Linked DNA regions of Sus scrofa: region 1 is linked to region 2. Evidence: chromatin contacts called from public HiChIP or PLAC-seq data. All regions are on one chromosome and are shown on one strand. Each heading gives the region's core, a stretch centred on a gene start, on an enhancer-like site or on the middle of the called end of the contact. The rest is flanking DNA. Distances are from core to core; before and after follow the strand shown.

Region 1 (3,896 bases), core at 23-2,522, 290 kb after region 2:
TCTGTATTTTAAGAAGCCTCCAAAGTGATCTTTGGGCTCACTACAAATTGGTAGCCTGAGTGATTTAGTTCTAAGTAGGTATTACAGTCTTTCGATATATCCCATGGTTCTCTGAAGACAGGGTCCGTGCTGTACGTGTACGTGTGTGTATGAATAAAACTTCTCAGAATAAGTTGTGGTCATCTGGTTTGTCTCTTCATGTAACAAATATTTGCATGCTTATTGTATACAAAACCTTGTGTTAGTTGCTGTGGGAATAGAGGCAGAACAGATCTCAGTGACTGATGAGTTACGAGGGACATGGTTTATGGCTGGGTTTATAGCGGGGTGTGGGAATCTCGATGTGCCATTAAGAGAAAAGGGAACACAGGCAGAGTGGGCAGCAGCTTTGGGAGAGGAGATGCCTGTGTAAATGGGAGTCTTTAGAGTGATGATGAAATAAGCCTGAATTTCCACAACTAGTTATGAAACTGGTACCCCTTAAAGATTCATAGTATTGTAGACTATGGGGGAAGGGGAGTCTTTTAGATGCTGTTTCAGTCTCTTCAGAAGCAGGAAAAACTGGTATCATTTGGAGGCTATCTGGTTTAGGTCAGAGGAAAAATATAATGAGGGAAGCCATTATGTTTAAAGATGACCTTTCCTCTCAGACTTGAGAGAGGCTGGTGTTCTTAATAACCTCTAATTGATTTTGAATCTCTAACAGAATGACCCCTAGAAATAAAATTTGAAGTGATGTAGGCATGCTAAGTAGATATGTTCATTTAGTATTTTTAAAACATGCCTTTAGAGCTTGCTCTCCATGGTCAAGGAAAGTGTTGGCATGTCATCTTTAAAGTGCGCCACCAGGCTCCCCTCTTCCTCCTTGGCTAAGGGAGGGGGGCACAGACTGCTGTTCTCACCCACTGAGTGCATTTCCACAGGTAGCCTCATGGTGTTTCCCCAGACTGCTTAATAAATGAAAGTCAACTGTTACTGCTTTTTCCTTACTTTGGCCTGAAGATGATGCAGGGTGGCCTGTTGAGTTTCAGAGGGTCTTAGAATTCTAACCAGAAGTAGTATTAAGTGTGTGTGCCCTTCTCAACAGCAGTGGCCTCAGCACTGAGTTGTTTTTGCAGTTGTGGCTGTGACTTCCCTTCGTTCCCCCAGAATCGGTATGGTACACTGGGAGAAATCCTTTGCCAACAGGACCGGAAGTGACAAGTGAAGGTTGGGCTCAGTGGAGGAGAACAATTCAAGGAGCTGGTGTAGTCACAGGAAGGACAGAGTCAGGAAGAAGCATGAGTCAGCCTGGTGGTTGTCCGTGGTCTTCTCACACCAGCCGCAGCAGATCTGGGGACAAAGATTGAGTCAGAGCTGCCTGGCCGGAGGTCTGGGCAGCGCAGTGGATGTGATATGCCAGACACCAAGAGAACTTCCTGAGGCTTAGAGCTTTCTGGGCTCTTCTTGTTGTGTGGGAACCTATGATGAGCACCATGCTTTTTGCCTCATCCCCTATCCTGAGCCTCAGCCCTGGCAGAGCCCTGGAGGCAGTACTGGGTACATTTTTGCCAGTGGTGCTTTCAGAATAAGTGGTCAGGGTGTGATTTGCATTTGGCATTATCAGCAGTGCTACACCCAAATGCAAATGCTAAGAACCTGTTAAGGACAGAGGACTCTAATATGGAATCTTGAAGAAATTTCTCTACTTTGAGCATAGTATGCATGTTTTTAATGCCAGTGGAAGTAAAAACGCATTGGTAATTTGGAGTGAATTTTAAGGGTTCTTATAGTAGAATCTGTTTAATTTAGTGACAGGATGTAATGAACTTTGAGTACATGAATGAGACATAGAGATGAAGAATTTTACTTGTTTAAAAAAGGGTTAAAAAAGAACTGAGTCTTACACAAAGCTTTCTGCTCCAAAGCCCCACCCCTTTTGCCACACTAGCGGCAGAGAAATTACAGAAAGCTGATTGTGTTGTCTATTTGGCAAGTCAAAGCAAGATACAGCAAGCTAAAAAGATGACTATCCCAGATTGCTTTCACTTTCTGTGACATAAAGGTTCTAAATATAAGAAATAAGAAGCCCCTGGGCAGTTGCTCTTTGGAATTTGTGTGGACAGATCCAGGTCATCCTTGTACTTCTTTGTGCTTTTTAAGAAGTGAGACTTTCTGATTAGGGGGTCAGAATTTCTGTCTGATAGCTCTTAAGTTTGATTTGTTACAAACTTTAAATTTATAATTTCTGATAAAATAGGAAACAAAAATTGCTTTCTTGCTCTCGATTTCATTATCAGAGGTTTACATTAGTCACGTATTAAAACCTTGAATTTCTCCTCTACTTTACAAATACATTAAACAACTCTGATTTTTATTTCATTTTTGCTCTGTTATTAATGCATTTGCTTTAATTAATTATATGTCCAGTATGGTTCTTAAAGAACTTTGTCAGAATGTGTCATTTTTACTGACTTTTGGCTGTTGTTCAAATATAGTAAAGTTATTAATTGGTCTTAATGTTTGCTTTATAAGAAAATGCAATCTAGGAGTTCCCATTGTGGCTCAGCGGAAACGAATCTGACTAGGAACCATGAGGTTGCGGGTTTGATCCCTGGCCTCGCTTAGTGAAAGATCCGGCATTGCTATGAGCTGTGGTGTAGGTCACAGACGTGGCTCGGATCCCGAGTTGTTGTGGCTGTGGTTTAGTCCGGCAGCTGTAGCTCTGATTGGACCCCTAGACTGGGAACCTCCATATGCCACAGGTGTGGCCCTAAAAAGACAAAAACACCAAAAAAACATTTCTTCCAGTCTTTAGTGGCATATTATGCTTCTACTTATCCAGGTTTTGCTAGTCTTAGGTAGCAGTTTATGTGCCTGGTCTATTAACCCTTTTAAGAATTACTGAATTTGGAGTTCCCATTGTGGCGCAACAGAAACGAATCTGACTAGGAACCATGAGGTTTCAGGTTCGATCCCTTGCTCAGTGGGTTAAAGATCTGGTATTGCTCTGAGCTGTGGTGTGGGTCACAGACGTGGCTCGGATCCTGTGTGGCTGTGGCTGTGGCTGTGGCTGTGGCCAGCAGCAACAGCTCCGATTAGACCCCTAGACTGGGAACCTCCACATGCCGCAGGTGCAGCCCTAAAAAGCAAGGGAAAAAAAAAAAAGAATTACTGAATTCAAGTACATTATAAAATTATTACACTTTTATTTACCTTACTGTATGCTAGACACATGGCTAGATGTATAACCTTCTTCTGATCATTGTAATTACTTTAAGAGATAGGTGCTATTATTTAAAATAGAAATGAAGAAATAGAAGGACAGAAAATTTAAGTACTTTTTCCAAAGTCAAGTAGAGGAGTGGAGTGGAGATCTGACCTCAGCTCTTTACTGACCTCAAAGCCCTGACTTTTAATCTCTGCTCTTCTGCCTCTCACACTGTTCTTGTATTCACCTTGTGTTAATGAGCACTGACCATGCCTAGTTGTGCAGATTGAGAGGACTGAAGAATGGAACAACCAGAGTTGGGAGGAAACAGACAACAAGGATAAATAAACATATAGCATCACCAGAGGCGGTGATGGCTATGAAGACAATGCTAGGTAAGAGTAATAGAAAGAGTATGTTTTCTGACCAAATTTTTTAAACGTGAGATATTGTTCTAGTCATTTGTTCTGCTTAAAGCCCAAGACAACATGAAGAAAAGGCAAGAAAAAAAAAAAAAAAAAAAAGACTTCCATAGAGTTTCACATCTTATTGACAAAAGAGCTTGTCAGCCTGCAAACTGGAAAGGCTAATTGCATACCTCACAGGGGAGTGTGACTAGGCAGAAGGCAGATGTGGAGGAGATTGGGTTTCAATGTTGGGAGGACCAAAGTTCCAGTTATTCTCGAGTTACAATACCAATCTTTCA
Region 2 (3,999 bases), core at 1,257-3,756:
GACTCTAAATCTGTAAAGCACAGTCAAAATTTTGAATAGTGGCCATAGTGAGAAGAGTCTCCTGCAAGGAGACGATGGCTCTCCCTCCTGACCTCTCTACAGCTTGTCTTTGCACTTAAGACAGTTTAATTAATTAGAAGGCACCTGAGTAGAGACACTTTAGACCAACTTTTAGTTTAAATGTCCCAAGATTGTTATGCCCCTGACAGCTCAGCCATTCCCAAGAAGCAACCCCAGTCAGCTGCTGAGTGGCTCTAAACGTAAGATGTCTTTTTTTGTCTTAGCCAGAGACCTGCTTCTTATAGCCTCTGTGTCTTGGTCCTACATCTGTAGCCCTTGAGAACCCAGTGTGGTTGTTCTCAAATGTTGCTCCAAGATCAGCAGCATCAGCATCAGCTGGGAACTTGTAAGAACCAAGACTCTGGGATTGGGTCCCCATCTCCCATCAGTTTTAGGAAACCATCGGCCATGTGCTCCTGATGCCCAGTTTGAGAAGCACGGGTGTAGAGTAGCAGAAAGTGGGTGCAACTTTGGAATGAAAAGTACCTGGATTCAGATCCTGGCCCTCTGTCATTTTAGGCAATAGCCTCCATTTCAAATGGAGGTGATAGGTGCAGCTAATGCTTGGACTCACTGAGAGAATTCAATGATACATATGGGTAAGCACACAGAGGGAAATCTAAGGCACCCTAAGCACTCAAAATTAGTGTCTAGTGATATTGATTCATTCTACACATTTATTAGATACCTTTGAATATGAGTCTACATAAAGTCCATTATTTTGAAAGTACAGAAAATTTTAGACATAACATCTTAGACATAACAGTGTTAAATAACTTCATTTTACAAATGAAAAGCATAACATTCAGAGAGGCTAAGCGACATGTTGAAGGACACATGGCTCCTTCAGCAATTGCTGGTGTCTGGAAGCCCTTTAGGTGCCTCCCAGTGTTCAGCTCTTCAATCGGCACACATTTATCTGTCACTTAATGCAACAATAAAATATCTATTCCTGGGCCTGATGATTATACAAGGAGGGACTTCAAATTTATCAACGAACTGTCTGAATTAATTTAGTACTAATTGAATATTCCCAGCCAGATCTAGGCACTGTAGCTATTTATTTACTTATATTTTGCTTTCTTATTTATATCCTATTCTGTTCTGAAAGGATTTAAGATCACTCCAGAGCATTTTATCAACAGTTGGAGTTCCAGCCCCTGTAACTCTAAATGTTAGACCAGTAAACCTCCAATAGTTGCTTGAACTTTTGCAAGAGGTTCTCAGCAAACGGTACACAATTCTGAGGATCCAAAACAGATGTATAAGAGAAATAGATCAATACTAAGTGCTTTGGGTTAACTGGAATCCGAGGTATAACCTGTTAATCTGATATCAAGACACATGTGGGTTATTTCTTGCTCTCGCATTGACAAAGAGATGGGTAGACATGATGTTATGCCCTTGCCTGGGAAAACTAAATACTCACTGTCACATAACCCCCAAAAGTCTGCTTTACAGATTGGAAATAATGAGGCACCTTTACTTTAAACAGCCTGTTTCCAGTTTTGTAGGGCTGTTGATATTACTGGCCTAGTGACAGATGCCAAGGCGGGAAAATAGGCTCAGTTACTTCTGACTCTTTGAATGTGGACACATCAGCTTGTGGGAAGGAAACTATTTAAAATGGGGCTTAGGGAAAGAAAAAAAAAATCCCCTTTCCCCATATGAGATTCTTCCACAGTGTTGTCATGCAATCTTGAAAACCTCCATACAGCAGATCACTCTCATTGGATATATGCAAATTTTCTGGGACCCAGTGGTTTCCTGCCAGGGAAAAACTTATAATAACAGAGCAAGAATGCAATCTGAGCCCTTGTTCTCTGAAACCCCTGAAAGAACAGAGTCGTTCTTGACAGCGCAATTTCAGCCCTTGACATTCCAGGAAATAGCTTAATAATGTCATTTAGGCTGGGGTTGTAACCAGTCCTAAGATATAGGGACACAAATGCTGTATGTAAAATCTTAAATATCAAGGACCATTGCGCATTTTCACACAGAGTTTAACAGTGAAGACCACCACCACAAAACAAAAACTGAGCAAGGTTTCCTAATTAAATTTTAACATTGTCACCACTAATTAAATCCCATATAGGAAAAGGAAAGTTTTCTGCCAAGAAATAATACAGACATATCCTGAAGACTATTTCCTTTCCATTTACTTTCCTAAATACTGTGCCCATGCCATATTCAGAATATGACACCCAAACAAAACTCTATGTTAATCATTAATATATATGAAGAAGCTACCCCCACCCTGGAGTCTTAGAAGCCTAAATGAGACACATTGGCCTTTACAGTCAATGTGTTTCATTTTTTCTGGGTGCAGTACCAAAAAAGGGTACAAGATTCAGGTTAAAAGTCAGGAAATGGATCAGGGCCCCACGCTATGACATCATTTTCTTGCAATGCAATGAAGCAATGACATTTCCTGCAGGAAAAATGATTAGAGCTGACAAGCAGCCTTAGTTAGCTGCAGTGTTTGCAGTGGAAGGTGTCAGGCCTGCCTTGCTCCAATTCCTGCCACCCTCCCTCCTCTTCCTTGGCTGGGGCTTCCCAGAGTTCAGGGACAGAGAGACCCAGGCTACTTCCATTTAGTGATCCTTATGTATTTAAAATAAAAATTTGCTGAAATGTCATTACGAAAATTGTGGAATTTTTTAGTTGGTAGAGCATTAACTAATTTAGACCCAAAGATATAATGTTTCCACTTACAAAAGGATTTCCAGATTTATTTTTCAAGCTGACATATAGGCAGAGCCTCCAGGGGTGATTGTGCAGATTGGCCAAAGGCAGAGAGTGGATTCAAAACTGGCTCACTCTCTGATGGCCAAACCTTGCTTACTGTTGCAGGGTTAGATCTGTCTTTTCTGGATTCACACAAAAGCCTCACAACCTGTGATAGATGGTCTTGGAATGGAACACAGTTGGAAGCTGAATGATGAACCAGTCTTCTGCTTTAAATCCTGGGTGTCTCTGTAACTGTAGGCATAATGTCTTCAGGGCGTCTCTAGAAGTGTGAATTTGAGGATATACCTACATGTAAAGTTCTGGGCCAAATCTGCCTCCTGGCAGGGTCACCCCAGCTCATAAGGGGCCCTTTTGGAATTTAGGGACAGGTGCTTTCAGTGAGCCAACACAGATGGTAAGAGGCACCTGGCTTGGCTAGTAAGTGTCTGGGGAAACGTTTCAGCCTGGCCAGGTGCTCTGTATGCAATCTACGTAACTATAGTGGGCCTATTGCTCCCTATGTGGTAGACCTCGTCCTGGACTCAACATATAGAAAGAACTGCTCCAGTCCTTAAGACCATTTTTTTTGGCGGGGGGGGGCTTTTTAGGGCTGAACCCACAGCATGTGAAGGTTCCCAGGCTAGAGGTCCATGCAGAGCTGTAGCTGCTGGCCTATGCCACAGCCATAGCAATGCAAGATCTGAGCCGTGTCTGTGACCTACACCACGGCTCACGGCAGCTCTGGATCCTTAACCCACTGAGTGAGGCCAGGAATCAAACCTGCATCCTCATGGATGCTAGACATGTTTGTTAACCACTGAGTCACAACGAGAACTCCCCTTAAGACCAATTTTGAGACCTGAATCAAGGCAAGAATTATTATTACTTTTTTGTCTTTTTTTTTTTCTTTTTGTCTTTTTAGAGCCATGGATGAGGTATATGGAGGTTCCCAGGCTAGGGATCTAATGCGAGTTGTAGCTGCCAGCCTACACCACAGCCACAGCAACTCAGGATCCAAACTGCATCTGTGGTCTACACCACAGCTCACAGCAATGCCAGATCTTTAACCCACTGAGTGAGACTAGGGATGGAACACACAATCCATGGTTCCTAGTCAGATTCATTTCCACTGCACCACAATGGGAACTCCAAGGCAAGAATTATTTAAGAGTGCAGGCCTACTCTCAGGGACTCCACATTAAATCACAT

What was found. HiChIP or PLAC-seq counts read pairs in DNA pulled down with a chosen protein or histone mark.
Region 1: a contact with region 2 is called in an H3K27ac HiChIP or PLAC-seq map of alveolar macrophages. The contact joins two enhancer-like sites. A contact is called at or near these places in 1 of 47 Hi-C or Micro-C datasets (embryonic fibroblasts) and 1 of 2 datasets of contacts at active chromatin or transcription factors (alveolar macrophages).

The regions. Positions count from the first base shown.
Region 1 is chr13:110,728,044-110,731,939 of Sscrofa11.1, forward strand. All of the region lies in intron 3 of FNDC3B (fibronectin type III domain-containing protein 3B), which reads left to right. Among named protein-coding and RNA genes, the nearest start is that of FNDC3B, 140 kb to the left of the region's middle. Within about 2 kb of position 1,273, at least 38 of the 83 cell types and tissues checked have an H3K27ac peak or open chromatin away from gene starts, as enhancers often do. A contact at or near this core is called in alveolar macrophages and embryonic fibroblasts, where this site is marked.
Region 2 is chr13:110,434,400-110,438,398 of Sscrofa11.1, forward strand. No RefSeq gene overlaps it. Among named protein-coding and RNA genes, the nearest start is that of TMEM212, 22 kb to the left of the region's middle. Within about 2 kb of position 2,507, at least 10 of the 83 cell types and tissues checked have an H3K27ac peak or open chromatin away from gene starts, as enhancers often do. A contact at or near this core is called in alveolar macrophages and embryonic fibroblasts, where this site is marked.